3 separate regions of the Mus musculus genome follow, and regions 1 and 2 are each linked to region 3. A link is a contact called in public promoter capture Hi-C data. All regions are on one chromosome and are shown on one strand. The core of a region is the stretch at or near the end of the contact, and the rest is flanking DNA. Distances in the headings are between cores, read along the strand shown.

Region 1 (2,700 bases), core at 185-2,684, 660 kb after region 3:
TGAGCCACTATGTGGTTGCTGGGAATTGAACTCAAGACCTCTGGAAGAGCAGTTGGTGCTCTTAATCCCTGAGCCATCTCTCCAGCTCCCCACCTCCCCAGCCAGTATTTTGCATCATAATACATAGCAACAGACCAAACCTCAACAGCCTAGAATGTTCTATGTAGCCAGGCTACTCATTGATATGCCTGTCTCTGCCCTTCAAATACTGATGGCCTTTTGCTTGTTTTTGAAATTGGCTTCACTATATTGGCCAGGATGGTCTAGAACTTGTGGGCTCAATTGATCTTCTGCTTCAGCTTCTAGAGTAGCTGAGACTATAGGCAAATGCATCACTGTGCCTGGTATGTATGCACAAACGCATACACGCGCGCACACACACACACACATTACTGTCTTTTGGTTTACTTTTTTTTTTTTTTTCGAGACAGGGTTTCTCTGTGTAGCCCTGGCTGTCCTGGCACTCACTCTGTAAACCAGGCTGGCCTCGAACTCAGAAATCTGCCTGCCTCTGCCTCCCAAGTGCTGGGATTAATGGTGTGCACCACCACTGGCCGTTTGGTTTACTTTTATATAGATTGGGCCTTGTTATGTATAACTGCGCAGGCTGAACTTGAACTTGTAAGTTTACTGTCTCTGTTTCTGGAGTGCTGGGATTACAGGTGTGTACCACCACACCCTATACTTACTCAGTTCTCTTTATCTAACCTTATTTCTGCTCCTGAGGCTAGAGGCATAGTTACAGTGAAATACTCACACATCCGGGCAATACCTGAAGGGCCAGGCTGCAGGCTTCATCTATAGTATGATCAAGTTCCTCACCTCCACCCCCTCTCCACAACTTGCATCTTAACCACACACAGCAGCTCCGCAGGTGACCCAGGTCATGAGTTCAGAATGCTGCTGGTCTTTGCACAGGGCGTCTCTATGCTCCACACAGAACCTAGGTGCCTGGCACACGGTTAAGATGCTCAGTAAAAACGATGTCTTCTGAACAGGACAGGGCCTGATGTGCAAACACAAGAACTCACTACACCTGTGGTTACCTGCACAAAACATGAGAATGGACCCATAGAGGTTTCTTACCGGTTTGGGGGGCGGTGCACTCACGAGGCTCCGCCCTTTCTGATGGACTATTGGCAGTTAAAGGCTGCTGGCAGGAGTGTCCTTGAGTGGTGAAGCTGATATGTCATGCTCCAATAAATAGCCCTAATGTCGTGCAAGCAACCCGAATCCGTGGCGGGACGAATGGACACAGCAACCAGTTTTCACAGATGCTCTCCAGAGAAGTAGCTACAATCCGGTGTGCAGGAGAATCATCAAAACAACCTGGGGAAGTGAGCGTGGCGGTCCCGAGCCCCGCCCTCAAGTGGCAGGCTGTGCCCCCACCGTCACGTGTTGGCGACTAGCCAATCATCCAGGGTGGGCGGGGGGAGACATGGAATGGGGCGCTCACCTTGTGTACCTTAGGTCAATTCGTGTGGCCTCACGTCGCATAGCGGAGCCGATCCTGAGCAGCGCCAGCAGGCTTCAGAGGCGGACGCCATGGCAGCGACCTTCCGGGCGAGCGGTAATTGCTGGGCGGCCTGGACCCGCTACGGTGCGGAGCCGAGCCTTCCTTTTCCGTAGGAAGTTCTAGTCCCAGAGTCAAGGTCGGCACTCCTACCCGAGGCCAGGGTGGCGGGCGAGGGAAGGAGGGGCTTGCAGGCCGTGTGGCACGGAAAGCGTTTAACCCTTTAACTCCCCTCCGCCAGCCTATAGCTTCTAGAAACACTGCGCCGACCGAGCGTCCCTGTACTTGGGCCTGCTAGGGCATTAGAGCCACTCGGGGAAGAGAGAGACAGGGAGTTTTGCTGACTGATCCTTGTCTCTCCCCAGAACACCAGCATATTCGCTACAACCCGCTCCAGGACGAGTGGGTGTTAGTGTCGGCTCATCGCATGAAGCGGCCCTGGCAAGGACAAGTGGAGCCCCAGCTTCTGAAGACAGTGCCCCGCCACGACCCACTCAACCCTCTGTGTCCCGGGGCCACACGAGCTAATGGGGAGGTAAGCCCGAATACACAGCCACCAACTGGGATAGGAAAAAAATCCTTCTTCCTTATTACTACCCTTCGCCCACAAGGGGGAGCAGTGCGCCTCCTTTTGGGTCATTTCCGGGCAAGCAATTTTGATCCTTTGAGTGGGGCCTTCCTCGCCCCCGTTGCAGCCTGGATAGCCCTTGAATTCCGTCAGGTAGTATTTCTAGCCTATTCTTGTCAGTAGGTGAATCCCCACTATGATGGTACCTTTCTGTTTGACAATGACTTCCCGGCTCTGCAGCCCGATGCTCCGGATCCAGGTACCCTCAATTTAACCACTGTTGGGGAGAAGGGAGACTGGGTCTGACCCGGGTACCTGTGCTACAGAGAGTAATACTCCTTTATTCCAGGACCCAGTGACCACCCTCTCTTCCGAGCAGAGGCCGCCAGAGGAGTTTGGTAACTTTGGGTTTCCCCTCTTACAACCTCCAGCCCAGGTCTGAAGACGAAGACCTGAGCTTGGGCCCTGCCCTTAGCACCCAATCCACTTCCCTATGTCATTTTTCCCTCACCACCTAGTAAGGTCATGTGCTTCCACCCCTGGTCGGATGTGACGCTGCCACTCATGTCTGTCCCTGAGATCCGAGCTGTCATCGATGCATGGGCCTCAGTCACAGAGG
Region 2 (2,700 bases), core at 41-2,540, 620 kb after region 3:
GAACTGGCTGGCCTAGCTCTAGCCTCATACCCTCCACATCAAGTCTAGTACAGGAGACGGAACACTCTGGGATCCCAAAGACAGTGCAATCCCCATCGTAGAGAATACAGAAGAGAATCAGTTTAGAGGCAGAATACAGTTAGTAGTTAAGGGTTTGAGCTTAAGATGTCTGCGGGATAGCCCAGTGGAGGAGACCAGTAGACAAAGATCAATCGGGTTCTCGGAAAGTCTGAAACAGAGCTACACACTGGAAACATAAAGACGTGAAATGAGTAACTGAAATCACGGCAGTGAACGAGCCTGCCTAGGACTTAGGATTCTAACAGTCAAGAGTCAGCTGGAGCCGGAGGCTGAGGAAATGAACGACTTCACTCAAGGCTTGTGTAAAAGGTGAATACTAATATTTAAGGGACTAACACACAAGGGAAGGCACACAAATAGATGCCAAAGGGGGAGAGTGTTTCGAAAAGTTGGTTCTCAAACTGGAACAGAATGTGCTGGTGACAATTTTACAAAAAAATACAGAGACACATCATTACCTTTGTTCCAGAACATTCTTAATTCTACCAGAAGCGCTCCAGTAAATGGTTTCAACATCGTAAAAAGGGATTTTAGGGCACCTCTAAATTTTTGTCAAAATTCAGACACGATGTTCGCCCACATCTGGACACTTAGGGCTCAATTACTAATCTTCCTTTTCTGGGCCTGCTCAGACCTCACCGCTCACCCTTTGGAGCCTGTAGCACCTGTGCTCTGCCTCCTCTAGGACTCCTGTCTACGCGTAATTCATTTAGCAATTAATTTTGCATGGCTCTAGGATGACACTCCACTGCGGGCTTCAGCTCTTACTGAAACTCCCATTAATCAATTTTTAAATGCGTCTGGTCTCCTTAGAACGCCTGTGAGCGCGCGGAGTTTTTGTGAAAGTTGTCACCGAACCCATCTTAAAAAGGCTTAAGCATCTCCCCCATCCCAATCCCCTCGGGAACGGACCTCAAGGGTCCGATTGGTACCAGGAGGTTCTAGATCTTTGTTATTTATTTCAGAGCCTGGGCTGAGGACGACCTGACAGAAGTGGTAGCATCCGACCCTAGGGCAGGGCCAGTGGACCGCTCCTGTCCCGCTCTGCCCCACAAACGGATCAATAGACCGGACCCCTCACCTTCCTGGAGCCTCGGGTCCCGCCCGGCCCGTACACCCAGCGCTCCAGCTCCTCCACTCGAGACTGTAGCCGCTGCACATCGGTCAGAGCCGCCATCGTTTCTGCAGCCTGGCCGCAGCAACCCGGAACAGCCTGAGGGTGGGACGTCCGCCTAAATAAGAAGACTGGCCAATCCGAGAGCACCGTCACGCCTTGTAGGAAGTGACGTCACTGTTTAGGCTTTGGATGTCGGAAATAACCGATGTCAAAGCAATCTGGTTACCTAGGTAACGTTCTGGGTCCTAGTTCTACCCTGGTTTCCAGGACTTGGTTGTCAAGACTTTTAGTGCTCTAAATCCAAGATTCGAAGAGATTTCCTCCCCTCCCCCATTCCCTGAGAGTTAGCGTATAAATATACCTATTATTCCAAGATAGGTTTATACCCATAGATCAGTAGGCAGCTTCTTGGGAGAGACACCATACATTTTTGGAATCTTTTAAAGATCAAGTGATTTGTACGTAAGCCTCTTGTTGTCAGGACGTACACCCAAACAGTCTGATTTGTGACCGCGCTCTGTGTGGTGGTGCTAGGAGAGAAAGGAGAGACAGAAGGATGACTGTAAGTTTGAGGCCAGCCTGCTCTACACAGTGAGTTCAAGACCAGTCAGGGAACAATGTAGAGAAAGCTTGCTTCCCTTCAAAAAAAAGTGCTCTTCTATTCTCTCAGAGCTTTGTTCTTCTGCTTCCACTTGGACAGCTCAATGTAGTCTGTGGATCCCCCACCTCCCAGACCCAAGCAAGAAGAGGAGGCACAGGAGACACGGGAAGTACAATTTTATTTTCCAGATGCAACCCAAGGGACATCTTCACATTCAAATCCAATCCTTCACCTGCTTCCTGAAAAGGAGCAGAATTGACTCAAAGAGGTGGGGTACCAAAGGTGACACTGACATAGGGGTTACATGACGGAGTGATAGGGGTTCTCGGGGGAAAGCTCTTTGGTAGATGCTGCTGAAATTAGCTAGGGAGACAGTGTCTGCCTTTTACGGTGAGGTAGATGGAACGTAATATAAATCCCTTTGGTGTGGAGGTGGCATGCTGACATCAACCAGGACTGGATCCCAGAGTGGGCGTCACATCCTGAAAGAATCAAGGTAGGAGGGTGCCTTCTCCCCCCCTAAGCAATGATATTGGGACTCTTGGTTCTCAGTAGCTGCTTTCAGGGCAAGGTACTGGAAGGGGGCCCTGTAGAGGGTAGAGGTGGAGGATTGGTTGGACCCAAGGAAGCTGGCACAGGTTGGCGTCGAGCAAAGAGGATACCTGATAAAGGGTATAAGAGATGTAAAATTAAAAAATAAACGAGAGAATGTGGGACTCCCACAAAGCACGGACAAGTCCCTCTGACCAGTGAGAAGCTCCTATGCCGTTGTGGGTAGCTTGAAGTAGGTGCGCAATAAATACTCACAGATCTGTGACAAAGCAGACATCCCATGGCAACCATGCTGCATAGACCATGCTGGGACCCCATGCCTTGTAGACAAACTCTTGAATCCATTTTA
Region 3 (2,700 bases), core at 81-2,580:
ATAGGCTCTGAGAACTGGGACGGGATGAGGGGGCCCCATTTTGAAACTGTAAGACACCCTCCCTTGTCCTCTTGCTGCTCTCAACCGAACAGGTGGCCAGACTCACAAATCAAGATAGGAAACAGGGAACCACCGAGGCAGGAGGGAGTGGGGACAACTGATAGGCCACTAGTCTATGAAGTCAGAGGCACATTTGGGCCCCCTTTCTCCATGTGTAGCCTGCCCCACCATGTTCCCTCGCCAGTTGACTGATCTGCACTACCCAAGACTGAGGCTGTTGCTGGAACTCAAGTAACCCACCCCACTGCAAAAAGGGACACCGGAATTGAGAAGAGACTCAGAAAAACAAGTCAGTGGCTGAAAATCAGAGTAACTGGGACAGGAAATGAAAGCCATAGTGTCTGTCTGATCAAGAAGTGCGCCAAGTTAACCAGAACTCGGGGCAAAACTGCAGAAGCCTGAGATCTGGGGGTTCACCAGGGGCCATTGAGAGGAGAGGCAGAGGGGGGATCAAAAGGCCAGCAAAGACGCTGGAAGCATCTGGGTCGCAGGATCCGAAGGACTCCTACAGCGTGTGCACAACACATTTAGACGCGCCCACTGTTCTGTTAGGCTCTGTTTCCTTCCACAATCTCCGTTCTTCCGATTTTGCTGCTTACAGCCCAAGAAATCTGCGCCCTCTGCCCCTACCTGCCGTAATCCGCCCTCACTTCACTGCAACTTTTGGACTTTCTGAGGCTTAATTATTCATTAGGGGCCAGACACCCAAGACCCAAATAACTTAATAGGGGTGTCCATTTGCCTTTCTCTGCTGTGTCCTGAGGTTGGAGCCCTGGGAAAGTTGGGAAGCCAGGAAACGTGTGGGAGGTCCCACACTAAGGGGTGACCCTCCGCAGCCTTGGTCTCTGTCTCCAGGGGGAAAGGCAAAATAGCAGAGCTGTTCTTGGGTAAGTAGCACTGTCACAAGTTGAGTTAGAACTGTCAAGACTGTTGAAGGCTTTGGAGGTCAGCTTGACCCTGAGGGTTAAGCCTCGGGAGCAGAGCTGGGGAACTGGTCGTGTCTGCCTGGAAAACTGTCCCTGGAGTGAATAAGGAGTTGGGGACCACGGGGCCTGAAATAGATAGGACTGCTCACTACCCTGCACTCACCACAAGGATGAGGGTCCCCAGGCACTCCGCCAGCGCCTGGCGAAGCAGCCGGTAGCGGATGTGAAGCATCTCCCCACAACGATTCATCAACTCCTTCTGTCGACCCATGGCGCGAGGCAGGCAGCGGCGAGGTCCGGCGGCGTACGAGTGCAAAGTAGCTAGCGCAAGGCACCGAGAGCGGTGGCCCGGAGCGCAGGTGGCGCCCTTTATACGCTCAGCCTGCTGAGCCCCACCCTCGGAACCCCGCGGGGGCGGAGTGCGGCCACCACCCCTCCACCTAGCCTGGAGGCGCTGGTGGGGACGCGGGGTGACAGTTGTAAGGAGGGTCCTGTGGAGCTTTAAGGGTGGGTTGGCTCTGCAGGATTCTTAGGGGAGTGAGTGTTGTACTGAGAGGACTGGGATACTGTGAAAACGGGAAGAGCAAGCGGTCTCCCGAGCGCCACCCCCCCCCACCCCCCTACCCCAACCCCCTTCACAGAGAGCCTTTGTGGGCATCGTCTCACGCTAGGAGTGAGGAACCAGCTTGCTGCGATGACTGGATAGAACAGGTCTTCAATCGGGCGGCTGATTTTTAAAGGAGGCTATAAACCTCTAGTGGGAAGAGACCTCAGAGTGACGACCCTGGTAGGCAGGTGTATGCAGAGTTCTAACCAGAATTCACCAGCGCTTCGTGTGCCCTGGGAACATGTCACATGTTGCATGTGTTGATTAGCATGGTATATGTCCTGTGACCTGGTCACACCGTCTGGACGCGCCACGTGCGGGCCGGGATACCTGGGCTTTCTCCTTGTGGACCTTCCCCCTTGGCTGAGCTGCTGTTGTCTTGACATGTCACATGCTACATCATGTGAATTCCAGCTGTTTTTAACTCCTCCTTTCCCACTCCCATCGATGTAAATCTACTCTTTTAAGTAATTAAGCTGGGGCCCCGGGAGTAGGCTCAACAGGAAGAGCGCTTGCCAGGGCAGACTGACAACCCGAATTCAATCCCTGAAACCCACCCGAAGAGAAAGAACCAACTCCACACGTTCATAGCAGTGCATGTGCCCACATGTATATCATCATTAATTTTTCTTTCTTTCTTTCTTCCTTCCTTTCTTTCTCTCACTTTCTTTCTCTCTCTCTCTCTCTTTCTTTCTTTCTTTCTTTCTTTCCTTCTTTCCTTCCTTCCTTCCTTCTTTCTTTCTTTCTTTCTTTCGTTCTTTCTTTCTTTTTTAGATAAGGCCTTACCTTGCAACCCTGGCTGGCCTGGAACGCACCATGTAGCCCCAGTCCTTAAACTAAGAGAGATCTACCTGTCTCTGCCTCCCAAGGGCCGGAATTTGAAAAAACGGGAGCCACCACATCTGGCATAATTATTTTTACTTTTTTTGTTTTGTTTTGTTTTGTTTTTTCATGACAGGGTTTCTCTGTGTAGCCCTAGCTGTCCTGGAACTCACTCTGTAGACCAGGCTAGCCTTGAACTCAGAAATTCGCCTGCCTCTGCCTCCCAAGTGCTGGGATTAAAGGCGTGCACCACCACGCCTGGCTTTTTTTTTTTTTTTTTTTTTA

Evidence for each region. Promoter capture Hi-C pulls out the DNA fragments that hold promoters and counts their contacts.
Region 1: a contact with region 3 is called in a promoter capture Hi-C map of pre-B cells, with 2.8 times the contacts expected there. The contact joins the promoter of Galt here to the promoter of Aqp3 in region 3. A contact is called at or near these places in 2 of 39 promoter capture datasets (hippocampal neurons and pre-B cells).
Region 2: a contact with region 3 is called in a promoter capture Hi-C map of embryonic stem cells. The contact joins the promoter of Dctn3 here to the promoter of Aqp3 in region 3. A contact is called at or near these places in 12 of 39 promoter capture datasets (the 3T3-L1 cell line, cranial neural crest, embryonic stem cells and 4 more) and 1 of 9 other capture datasets (adipose tissue).

Annotation. Positions count from the first base shown.
Region 1 is chr4:41,754,083-41,756,782 of GRCm38.p6, forward strand. Galt (galactose-1-phosphate uridyl transferase) reads left to right here and starts at 1,435. Exons shown (of 11, transcript NM_016658.4): 1 at 1,435-1,570; 2 at 1,879-2,048; 3 at 2,265-2,340; 4 at 2,431-2,479; 5 at 2,600-2,700. The coding sequence starts at 1,546. Gm42274 (predicted gene, 42274) reads right to left here and starts at 1,690. Exons shown (of 2, transcript NR_155499.1): 1 at 1,087-1,690.
Region 2 is chr4:41,721,873-41,724,572 of GRCm38.p6, forward strand. Dctn3 (dynactin 3) reads right to left here and starts at 1,291. Exons shown (of 7, transcript NM_016890.4): 1 at 1,163-1,291. The coding sequence starts at 1,258. It overlaps Arid3c (AT rich interactive domain 3C (BRIGHT-like)), which reads right to left. Exons shown (of 8, transcript NM_001017362.2): 8 at 1,964-2,461. The coding sequence ends at 2,361.
Region 3 is chr4:41,096,853-41,099,552 of GRCm38.p6, forward strand. Aqp3 (aquaporin 3) reads right to left here and starts at 1,331. Exons shown (of 6, transcript NM_016689.2): 1 at 1,150-1,331. The coding sequence starts at 1,257.